2 separate regions of the Triticum aestivum genome follow, and region 1 is linked to region 2. A link is a contact called in public Hi-C data. All regions are on one chromosome and are shown on one strand. The core of a region is the stretch at or near the end of the contact, and the rest is flanking DNA. Distances in the headings are between cores, read along the strand shown. Region 1 holds the start of LOC123189992. Region 2 holds the start of LOC123189991.

What was found. A called contact is a pair of places that touch in the nucleus more often than the background predicts.
Region 1: a Hi-C map of leaf shows a contact between it and region 2, with 3 times the contacts expected there. The contact joins the promoter of LOC123189992 here to the promoter of LOC123189991 in region 2. A contact is called at or near these places in 3 of 5 Hi-C or Micro-C datasets (all in leaf).

What each region holds. Positions count from the first base shown.
Region 1 is chr2A:653,140,363-653,146,821 of IWGSC CS RefSeq v2.1, forward strand. It overlaps LOC123189992, which reads left to right and starts at 5,181. Exons shown (of 2, transcript XM_044602530.1): 1 at 5,181-6,459. The coding sequence starts at 5,470.
Region 2 is chr2A:652,668,904-652,675,185 of IWGSC CS RefSeq v2.1, forward strand. LOC123189991 reads right to left here and starts at 1,340. Exons shown (of 3, transcript XM_044602529.1): 1 at 550-1,340; 2 at 108-337; 3 at 1-6. The coding sequence starts at 910.

The sequences.
Region 1 (6,459 bases), core at 3,931-6,430, 480 kb after region 2:
GCTACTAGATCATGATGAACCTACGAACTATGAAGAAGCGATGGTGAGCCCAGATTCCGCAAAATGGCTTGAAGCCATGAAATCTGAGATGGGATCCATGTATGAGAACAAAGGTGGACTTTGGTTGACTTGCCCAATGATCGGCAAGCAATTGAGAATAAATGGATCTTCAAGAAGAAGACTGACGCTGACGGTAAAGTTACTGTCTACAAAGCTCGACTTGTCGCAAAAGGTTTTCGACAAGTTCAAGGGATTGACTACGATGAGACCTTCTCACCCGTAGCGATGCTTAAGTCTGTCCGAATCATGTTAGCAATTGCCGCATTTTATGATTATGAAATTTGGAAGATGGATGTCAAAACTGCATTCCTGAATGGATTTCTGGAAGAAGAGTTGTATATGATGCAGCCGGAAGGTTTTGCCGATCCAAAGGGAGCTAACAAAGTGTGCAAGCTCCAGTGATCCATTTATGGACTGGTGCAAGCATCTCGGAGTTGGAATAAACGCTTTGATAGTGTGATCAAAGCATTTGGTTTTATACAGACTTTTGGAGAAGCCTGTATTTACAAGAAAGTGAGTGGCAGCTCTGTAGCATTTCTGATATTATATGTGGATGACATATTGCTAATCGGAAATGATATAGAATTTCTGGATAGCATAAAGGGATACTTGAATAAGAGTTTTTCAATGAAAGACCTCGGTGAAGCTGCTTACATATTGGGCATTAAGATCTATAGAGATAGATCAAGACGCTTAATTGGACTTTCACAAAGCACATACTTTGACAAAGTTTTGAAGAAGTTCAAAATGGATCAAGCAAAGAAAGGATTCTTGCTTGTGTTACAAGGTGTGAAGTTGAGTAAGACTCAATGCCCGACCACTGCAGAAGATAGAGAGAAAATGAAAGATGTTCCCTATGCTTCAGCCATAGGCTCTATCATGTATGCAATGCTGTGTACCAGACCTAATGGGTGCCTTGCTATAAGTCTAGCAGGGAGGTACCAAAGTAATCCAGGAGTGGATCACTGGACAGCGGTCAAGAACACCCCAAAATACCTGAAAAGGACTAAGGATATGTTTCTCGTATATGGAGGTGACAAAGAGCTCATCGTAAATGGTTACGTTGATGCAAGCTTTGACACTGATCCGGACGATTCTAAATCACAAACCGGATACGTATTTACATTAAACGGTGGAGCTGTCAGTTGGTGCAGTTCTAAACAAAGCGTCGTGGCGGGATCTACATGTGAAGTGGAGTACATAGCTGCTTCGGAAGCAGCAAACGAAGGAGTCTGGATGAAGGAGTTCATATCCGATCTAGGTGTCATACCTAGTGCATCGGGTCCAATGAAAATCTTTTGTGACAATACTGGTGCAATTGCCTTGGCAAAGGAATCCAGATTTCACAAGAGAACCAAGCACATCAAGAGACGCTTCAATTCCATCCGGGATCTAGTCCAGGTGGGAGACATAGAGATTTGCAAGATACATATGGATCTGAATGTAGCAGACCCATTGACTAAGCCTCTTCCACGAGCAAAACATGATCAGCACCAAGGCTCCATGGGTGTTAGAATCATTACTGTGTAATCTAGATTATTGACTCTAGTGCAAGTGGGAGACTGAAGGAAGTATGCCCTAGAGGCAATAATAAAGTTATTATTTATTTCCTTATATCATGATAAATGTTTATTATTCATGCTAGAATTGTATTAACCGGAAACATAATACTTGTGTGAATACATAGACAAACAAAGTGTCACTAGTATGCCTCTACTTGACTAGCTCGTTAATCGAAGATGGTTATGTTTCCTAACCATAGACATGAGTTGTCATTTGATTAATGGGATCACATCATTAGGAGAATGATGTGATTGACATGACCCATTCCATTAGCTTAGCACCCGATCGTTTAGTATGTTGCTATTGCTTTCTTCATGACTTATACATGTTCCTATGACTATGAGATTATGCAACTCCCGTTTACCGGAGGAACACTTTGTGTGCTATCAAATATCACAATGTAACTGGGTGATTATAAAGGTACTCTACAGGTGTCTCCAAAGGTACATGTTGGGTTGGCGTATTTCGAGATTAGGATTTTTCACTCCGATTGTCGGAGAGGTATCTCTGGGCCCTCTCGGTAATGCACATCACTTAAGCCTTGCAATCAATGCAACTAATAAGTTAGTTGCAAGATGATGTATTACAGAACGAGTAAAGAGACTTGCCGGTAACGAGATTGAACTAGGTATTGAGATACCGACGATCGAAACTCGGGCAAGTAACATACCGATGACAAAGGGAACAAACGTATGTTGTTATGCAGTCTGACCGATAAAGATCTTCGTAGAATATGTAGGAGCCAATATGAGCATCCAGGTTCCGCTATTGGTTATTGACCGGAGACATGTCTCGGTCATGTCTACATTTTTCTCAAACTCGTAGGGTCCGCACGCTTAATGTTACGATGACAGTTTCATTATGAGTTTATATATTTTGATGTACCGAAGGTTGTTCGGAGTCCCGGATGTGATCACGGACTTGACGAGGAGTCTCGAAATGGTCGAGACATAAAGATCGATATATTGGACGACTATATTTGGACACCAGAAAGGTTTCGAGTGAGATTGGGACAATACCGGATCACCGGGAGGTTATCGGAACCCCCCGGGAGGTATATGGGCCTTATTGGGCCTTAGTGGAAAGGAGGGGAAAGGAGCAAGGGAGGGGCGCCCCCCCCCCCAAGCCCAATCCGAATTGGGAAGCCCCCCCTTTCCTTCCTCCCTCCTTCCTCTTCCTTCCCTCTCCTACTACTAATAGGAAAAAGGGGAGCCCTACTCCCTGTGGGAGTTGGACTCCCCCCTAGGGCGCGCCACCCTCCTTGGCCGCCCCCCTCCTCCACTCCTTTATATACGGGGGCAGGGGGCACCCCAGAGACACAACAATTGATCATTGATCTCTTAGCCGTGTGCGGTGCCCCCCTCCACCATAATCCTCGATAATATTGTAGCGGTGCTTAGGCGAAGCCCTGCGACGGTAGAACATCAAGATCGTTACCACACCGTCGTGCTGACGGAACTCATCCCAGACACTTTGCTGGATCGGAGTCCGGGGATCGTCATCGAGCTGAACGTGTGCTAGAACTCGGAGGTGTCGTAGTTTCGGTGCTTGATCGGTCGGGCCATGAAGACGTACGACTACATCAACCGCGTTGTGCTAACGCTTCCGCTTCCGGTCTATGAGGGTACGTAGACAACACTCTCCCCTCTCGTTGCTATGCATCACCATGATCTTGCGTGTGTGTAGGATTTTTTTTGAAATTACTACGTTCCCCAACAGGTGGAGCTTCTCATCACAGAGTCTCTTGAACAAAGGAGATCGTTGGAGCACATTGATGTCATTGCATGAACCTGACGTGCCTTAGAAAGCATGTCAAATCCAGAAGTTATGCGATATCACTACTTCAAGTATGATGGTGACTTCTTTGACGTGATCTTGGTATTGCCCACACAAACTTTTCGGGCAGTTCTTACATTGCGAGTGCATGCAATCAACTGAACCTAACATACTGGTAAATCCTCTTGCTGCTCAAATTGCTAACAATTTTTTTGTGTCCTCCACATTTAGCTCTCTCATACTCTGGTCCGAACATCTTCACCAGAATGCGTGCAAGTTGCTCCGTGGTGTTCAGGACCGTGGTCTCTCCCATCCGAATTTCTGCATCAATTGCATCTGCTACTTTACCATAAGCAAGCATCCTAAGAGGAGCCGTGCATTTGTGTAGAGGAGAGAAGGATAATTTTCGGCAACAATCCTTTCTTAGTTTGAAGTTGTCATCAGCCTTCTCCACGCCTTTCCACTACCCGCACAAACAACTTTTCACTCATCCAGTAGCAACGACGAAAAAAGTTTCATGAAATGTTGGGACCGCTGTGAAGTAGTTTGTGTACAGAAGACGTGCACCGGCCCTTGATGGAACCCTTGAAGTAATGCTCGGCTCGCACATTTCATCGAACACGTAGAGCGCGAGGTGCAAATATAGGAGAGTTTGCCGTATCGGAGCTGCGCCGGTGGCGGCCTGGTCGACGACGTGTGAGTTGGGGCGTCCGGTGGCAAAGCCTTGGGTTTGGAATGGTGGCGGAGCACCGATAGCGACAGAAGTCCGATGATGGATGTGCGGAGAAGGACGAGCAGAGATGAGAAGAGAACTGCTCGAGCAAGGTGGGAGGAGCGGATATGGGTGAATTGACGCAAGCCCTAGCGGTCAATCCGATGTGGCACACGCGTCTGGGCATCTCTATGTTCGCCCTAGTTATATGTAGGATATAGGGAATGTCGGTCAGTCGGGACATTTGAGTTGGTTGTGCGGAGACCGATTGGGTAGCGTTTTTGCGTCCGGTCCAGTCATTGACCGAGTAGCCCGTCCGGATCGTTTGACGCTCTAACACAAATATCAGTCTTGCTATTGAGACTTCATTAAGTCTCAATCAATGCTATGAGCATAATTGGTTTTGTGCCAAAAATTGGCATGCCAATGTTTAGCATTGTGCCAGATATTGGCTACTAATTACTAATTGGTTACCAAGTTGTCTTGCCTAACTCATATAAAGTTGCCAATATTTGGCAAGTCTTAGTATTGCCAACATTTGGCTAGCCAAATATTAGCAACAAACCAATCATGCTCTATATCCGTGAGATCTTATATTAAAATTCATGCAAAATTTTCATTTTTCATTTTTCATTTTTCTCTTGCATGTTATATTACTTGACTGAGACTTGGTTAAATCTCAGTCGACTGAGACCTAGTCATACCCCGCAAATATAGCCGGGGCATCAATGCGCCTCCCTGATCTGCAAATCGCCAGCCTGAAATCTAATCAACTATTCCGGCGGACCGAAATCTGCAAATCGATTGAAGAACATCCCACGTTTCTGTAAAAGAGAAGCCAGCGGCATCACAGCAAGTAATCATCCATCCCCGGGCAGCACCTTGCCATAAAATACATAAATAGGCTTTTTGGTAGGAAATAAATAAATGCGAACTTTTTTTTAGCAGTAGTTGAAAAATAAATGTGCACTTGAATAGGGACGGGACATGCAGGCAGTGCAGCACCGGCACGGGAGAAACCTCGAAAAGGCGCCGCCCCACCCACCCCACCCCCCACCCCCCACCGCACCCGAAAACCCCACTCAATCCCAGTCCACGCCGCAACGACGCTAGAACAAGCGAAGAGAGTGAGATTGAGAACCAGAAGCAGAGCAACACGCGGAGGGGATGGGCGACCTGGCACACTCCCGTGGCTGCTGCCCACGCGACCCACCCTTGTAAATCTCCTTCCCAAATCTCACTCGCCAGAACCCCACTCCCCGATACCAGTCGCGGTCAGCATACCCCGCCCGCCCGCCGAGGAAGAGGCATTGTGAGGCCGGGCACGGCGGCGGCAAGGAGCAGCCACGGCGCCAGGAATGAAGGGGGGCGGCGGCGGCGGCGGCGGCAAGGAGTCCGCCACCGGCTCCTTCCTCCGCTTCCTCCTCCTGCTCCTCCTCCCCCTCACCGCCCTCTACTTCTTCTACACGCTCCACCTCCTCCTCGCCTCCGCCGCCTCCTCGTCCACCGCGTCCTGCCCGCCGGACCCCACCGCGGTCTCCTCCCGCGTCTCCACCAACCGCACCGCTGCGGCGGTGGCCGACAGTAAGGCCGCCCCCGCGGCGTCCGCGGCGACGACGCTGCAGCACGTGGTGTTCGGCATCGCGGCCTCGTCGCGGTTCTGGGACAAGCGCAAGGAGTACATCAAGGTGTGGTGGCGCCCGCGCGGCGCCATGCGCGGCTACGTCTGGCTGGACCGCGAGGTGCGGGAGTCCAACATGTCGACGGCGCGGACGGGGCTCCCGGCCATCAAGATCTCCTCCGACACCTCCGCCTTCCCCTACACGCACCGGCGCGGCCACCGCTCCGCCATCCGCATCTCCCGCATCGTCTCCGAGACCTTCCGCCTCGGCCTCCCCGGCGTGCGCTGGTTCGTCATGGGCGACGACGACACCGTCTTCTTCCCGGACAACCTGCTCACCGTCCTCAACAAGTTCGACCACCGCCAGCCCTACTACATCGGCTCCCTCTCCGAGAGCCACCTGCAGAACATCTACTTCTCCTACGGGATGGCGTACGGCGGCGGCGGCTTCGCCATCAGCAGGCCGCTGGCGGAGGCGCTCGCGCGGATTCAGGACGGCTGCATCAGCCGCTACCCGGCGCTCTACGGCAGCGACGACCGGATCCAGGCGTGCATGGCGGAGCTGGGGGTGCCGCTCACCAAGCACCCGGGGTTCCACCAGTACGACGTGTACGGGGACCTGCTGGGCCTCCTGGCGGCGCACCCGGTGGCGCCGATCGTGACGCTGCACCACCTGGACGTGGTGCAGCCGCTGTTCCCCAACGCGCCCGCGCGGCCGGCGGCGGTG
Region 2 (6,282 bases), core at 90-2,589:
AGGATCCTGGAAGCACCATCGTTATCGTTCGACTTATCATTACTAACACTTAATTGAAAAATGGACAAGCAAGCAAATTAAGGAGAAGACTTAGTATTTATACATACATCTTTCTCGACTAATTGGTAGTTAGCCCTGGACCGGTAGAAGAGAAGGTTGCGGTTGCGGTCCACAGTGTCTCTGGCGGCGACAACACCGTACACTCGGAGCGGCCAGCTCAAGTTGACGTTGAGGTCAACAATTTTGATAGAGTAGATCTGCAATGCTGGGCAGGTGGTAGCAGAGTAGGGAGTAATACCAGGTGTGGATGGCGTGAATTGCATAGGACTCAGTGTGGCTGCGTGCAGCACCAAAATCAAAGTCAAACAAGAGTGCATTGTTAGAAAATCTATCTTAATCAACCGCAAAAAAAATCTATATTAACAAATTACAAAATTAATTAAGCAAGTATACGAAGAGTGAAAATAGAGAGTGGTCCGATTGCATTATTAATTGAACGGGACATGGGTAGTAATTAAGAAGAAGAAAGCAAGCTGACAACAAAAATACTTATATCATCGAAGACACCATGGCTTGCCATCTGACTGCCCCATATAGATTCCCAGTGGGCACGGTGAAGAAGCTTTGAAGAAGTAGCATCCTCCTTGGAATAATTCTTCATAGTCTTGGAGATTATCACAGCTGCGCGTGACATGAGAAACAGCAGCTTTTTGGGCTTGTCGGAGGAGACGGGGATATCAAATTTCCTCATTATGGACGCCAGAGACTGGATCCGGCGGCCCAGATGATCCGACTCGCGCAAGAGAAGATCCAGGGACTCCTCATGGCTGGTGACAAAGTGGGGCAAGCTCACCCCCACCAAGTCGACCGTTCTTGAGGCGAACGAATCGGAGAAGAGCGACGGCGACATTGTTCTCCCGTTGGATCGACTCCCTGTAAGCCTTCCTTCCGCCTAAAGTTGCAAGCGCCCGTGAATTGACCTCCCCCATCAAGAAGTTGGTTTCCCTCCTCAGGATCTCACGGTGGCGACAAAGAGCGTCAACCAAGCCTCCATCTTCCAACCTCAGGGACGTGGAGGCCTCCTTCCTCAGGGACATAGTGGTCTTCCTGCTCGGCATATCATAGCCGAACTCTGCTAGCATCTTCGCATGCTTCAACGAGTGGTCTGCGATCCACATCCTCCTCTGCTCCTGGGAGTCCCTCTCGATCTCCATCTCCATCTCCTTCAAAGATCTGGGATTTCCAAATCCTCTCGCTCTCTAGTTTTTTTGGGGATTCAGGCTTGCTGTCTACGAGTATACTCGCCGCCGCGCCGCCGCCGCCGCCGCCGCCTGGTCCTATATGAGATTAGGGTTTCAACGAAACAGCTGGGTTGGGGTACTTGTACTCCGCCTTACGCTCAGCCCGCCAAGAGCCCAGTAGTCTGGCCCAAGAAACGCCGGGCCCAAGCGACGGGACCCCAGCTTCTTTTTTTTTTTTGAAACTCGACCCCAGCTTCTTTTCTCTCACGCTATCCCCCATTCTACTCCTTTCTCAAATTGTCTTAAAAAAACTCCTTTTCTCAAACATTGCTAAGAGCAACTCTAGTGCTAGTACTAAGTTTGTTTTGTCTCAAAAAAAGTAAGTTTTTTATAACATAGTACAGATGCAAGCGCTCATACATACGCGCATACACTCACCCCTATGAACGCACACACATCCTGCCTTTATGAGCACCTTCGAGAGACTGAGCCGGCATATCATTTTGAGATTTACGAAGTCATCGTAGGTGTCTCGTCGTCAACGGGGACGTCTCCTCCCAGTGAAAGACTTGGACCCTGGTGGGTTGAGAATACCACTGTCTCTCTAACCATCCAACCACAAGTTGGTTCGCAGTGTTAGTACTAAGTTGACTAGTAAACATGCACGTGCAACGCACATATAGTTATGAAGTTACTGTTTGCTCTCCGGGCATCTCCAACGGCAACTCGCAAAAAACCTCCCGCATCCGTCCGCGGACAGGGGGAGGGGACCAGTCCGCGGACACGGATGCGGGAGACAGCCATCCAAACCATAGCCGCATACATTTTCACAACAACTCAAACCAATCGGACGAAATTCGTGCAAACACGGCCAGATTTCATGCAAACATGACGGATTTCATATAAAAAAACACTCAGATTTTCATATAAACACGATGGATTTCATTAAATTTACATCAACGGTGCTAGTCCGGCTCTAAAGGTATAATAATACCTAATCTAAATCGGCGCCCGTGGATCCCTTTGTCTTCCTCATATCCGGCAGCCCGATCACCGGACTGCAGGACCCTGGAGGTTTATGCTTCAGCACAACGCCGCCACTCATCAGAGTGGAACCCCCCGTCGATGCTTCAACGGGAGAGGAAGGCGGCGGCTCCGCTTCCATGAAGCCCATGTGGGATCGACGGAGGTCCTTGAAAGAGAAGAACCGGGCAAGACACCGGTTGTGTACGCTGGTGCCGCCTAGGCGGTGGCTAAGGGAGTCCTGGATTAGGGGGTCTCCGGACAGCCGGACTATATCCTTTGGCCGGACTGTTGGACTATGAAGATACAAGATTGAAGACTTCGTCCCGTGTCCGGATGGGACTCTCCTTGGCGTGGAAGGTAAGCTTGGCAATACGGATATGTAGATCTCCTCCCTTGTAACCGACTCTGTGTAACCCTAGCCCCCTCCGGTGTCTATATAAACCGGAGGGTTTTAGTCCATAGGACGAACAACAATCATACCATAGGCTAGCTTCTAGGGTTTAGCCTCTATGATCTCGTGGTAGATAAACTCTTGTAATACTCATATCATCAAGATCAATCAAGCAGGAAGTAGGGTATTACCTCCATCGGGAGGGCCCGAACCTGGGTAAACATCGTGTCCCCCGCCTCTTGTTACCATCCGCCTTAGACGCATAGTTCGGGACCCCCTACCCGAGATCCGCCGGTTTTGACACCGACATTGGTGCTTTCATTGAGCGTTCCACTGTGTTGTCGCGATAAAGGCTTGATGGCTCCTTCAATCATCGATAACGATGCGATCCAAGGTGAGGTTTTCCTCCCCGGATAGATCTTCGTATTTGGCGGCTTCGTACTGCGGGCCAACTCGCTTGGCCATCTGGAGCAGATCGAGAGCTACGCCCCCGGCCGTCAGGTCAGGTTCGAAAATTTAAATTACACTGCCGACATCCACGGAGACTTGATCTTTGACGGATTCGAGCCCATGTCAGGTGCGCCACACAGTCATGACGGGCACGACTTAGCTCTGCCGCCGGACGGTGTTCGGGAGATCACACCTATGCCTACTCCGGCCCTAGATCCGGAGTCGATTGCGCCATCCGAGGACGGGCGGATGGACCCCGCCTCAGAGGCCACACGCTCAGTGGCCATAGAGCCAAATACCGACTTCACCTCTTATGAGACCTATGTCGCCGGATCCTCAGATTCATCCCCGGCCACAGGCCCCGAACCGCTTGCATCCATGCCTATCGAATCTGATTGGGCACCGATCATGGAGTTTACCTCCGCGGATATCTTTCAGCACTCGCCTTTGGGCAATGTGCTAAATTCATTAAGGTCTCTCTCCTTGTCAGGGGACCCTTGGTCGAACTATGTCCGGCTAGAATGGGGTGCCGACGACAAAGAAATTCGCTGCCCACCCACCACCCACTTAGTAGCCACTGTCGATGATTTAACCGACATGCTCGATTTCGGCTCTAAAGACATCGACGGTATGGACGACGATGCAGGAGACGAACAGGAACCACCGCCCACAGGGCGCTGGACTGCCACCTCATCACACGATATATACATGGTGGATACACCCAAAGAGAACAATGATGAGGAATGGAAGGATGCAGCGAAGGACAATTTCCTCGAGAAGCAACCAAAGCGACGACGTAGGCGCCGCTCTAAATCCCGCCTCAACAGCGATAACAGCGCAAGAAAGAATAACACCCCGGTCGAATCCAAAGGAAATGACGACCACATGGATCCAGCAATAGAGCAGGATGAACCAGCAACTGGCGAACATAGTACGGATCCGCTATCCGAACACGACGACGCCGAGGATAAAGCTCATCAATCTCCCTCTAGAGAGGAAACGGTCCAGACAAAGATGCAAACATCATCCCCGAAAGGCACTTGGAACAAGAGAACCTCCATAGAAGGCTTATTGCCACTGCGAGGAGTCTGAAGAAGCAGAAGCAAAGGCTTAAGGCCGCGTAGAATATGCTCAACAGTAGATGGAAAAAAGTGCTCGACAATGAAGAAAAGTATGGTGGTACTTACCACACAAAGAGCTATCCAAAGCGCAAGTTGTTGCCCGAATTTGATGACAAGGCTTTAGAGCCTATACAACCGAAAAATAAAGCGGCTGATCAGTCGGATCGACCACCTCGTGGCCGTGATAGGGCGGCTAACGAGGCCGCACACAAGCCAGCACACGATCCACGCAAGGACTTACATCAAAATGCCGGTGTGACCAGATCCATCTACGGATCTAGGAAGCGTGCTCCAGCGCACAATCAAAACCAAATGCTACAACCGTCGGAACGCTGGGACACATCCAAATACAGGGGTGCCGCACACCCCCTATGTTTCACCGATGAGGTGCTGGATCACGAATTTCCAGAGGGATTCAAACCCGTGAACATAGAGGCGTACGACGGAACGACAGACCCCGGGGTCTGGATTGAGGACTTCATCCTCCATATCCATATGGCTCGCGGAGACGACCTCCACGCCATCAAATACTTTATCCTCAAGCTGAAAGGACCAGCTCGGCACTAGCTGAAGAGCCTCCCCGAAAATTCAATTGGAAGTTGGGAGGAGCTTGAGGACGCTTTTAGGGCTAATTTTCAAGGAACTTATGTCCGACCTCCGGACGCAGACGATCTTAGTCATATAATTCAACAGCCCGGAGAGTCAGCCCGGAAGCTTTGGAACATATTTCTCACTAAGAAGAATCAAATTATCGATTGCCCGGACGCTGAAGCCTTAGCAGCTTTCAAACATAGTATCCAGGATGAATGGCTCGCCGGACACCTCGGCCAGGAAAAACCGAGGACAATGGCAACCCTAACAAGCCTTATGACCCGCTTTTGCGTGGGCGAAGATAGCTGGCTGGCCCGTAGTAGCACCAGCGACCCAGGCACATCCGAAGTCAGGGATGGCAATGGAAAACCACGACGCAACAAAAGCAAGCATCAAAACAATGAAGACAACCCAGACAATACGACAGTAAACGCCAGATTTAGGGGCTCTCAACCCGGTCAATGGAAAAAGCCTTTTAAAGGCAACAGAGATGGATAGTTGAAAGGATCGAGAAGAGGTGTCTAGAGGGGGGGTGATTAGACACTAAGTGCCAAAAGTTGCAGTTTTTAATATTCTTAGGTTGGAGTGGAGTTTAAGCACAATTTTAACAAACACAATACATATCAAGCAAGCATGCAAAGAGTATATGAGCAGCGGAAAGTAAAGCATGCAACTTGCAAGAATGTAAAGGGAAGGGTTTGGAGTATTCAAACGCAATTGGAAACACAGATGTTTTTGTCGTGGTTCCGATAGGTGGTGCTATCGTACATCCATGTTGATGGAGACTTCAACCCACGGAGGGTAACGGTTGCGCGAGTCCACGGAGGGATCCACCCACAAAGGGTCCACGAAGAAGCAACCTTGTCTATTCCATCATAGTCGTCGCCCATGAAGGACTTGCCTCACTAGCGGTAGATCTTCACGAAGTAGGCAATCTCCTTGCCCTTACAAACTCCTTGGTTCAACTCCACAATCTTGTCGGAGGCTCCCAAGTGACACCTAGCCAATCTAGGAGACACCGCTCTCCAAGAAGTAACAAATGGTGTGTTGATGATGAACTCCTTGCTCTTGTGCTTCAAATGATAGTCTCCCCAACACTCAACTCTCTCTCACAGGATATGGATTTGGTGGAAAGAGTATTTGAGTGGAAAGCAACTTGGGGAAGGCTAGAGATCAAGATTCATATGGTTGGAATGGAATATCTTGACCTCAACACAAGTGTAGGTGGTTCTCTCTCAGAAAATGTGTATTGGAAGTGTAGGTTCGTTCTGATGGCTTTCTCCACGAATGAAGACTGGGTGGAGGGGTATATATAGCCTCCACACAAAATCTAACCGTTACACACAATCTGCCAAACTCGGTGGGACCGAATGGTTAAACTCGGTCGGACCGATTTAGCAAACCTAGTGACCGTTAGGATTTTCGGTGGGACTGAGATGCAACTCGGTAGGACCGATATGGT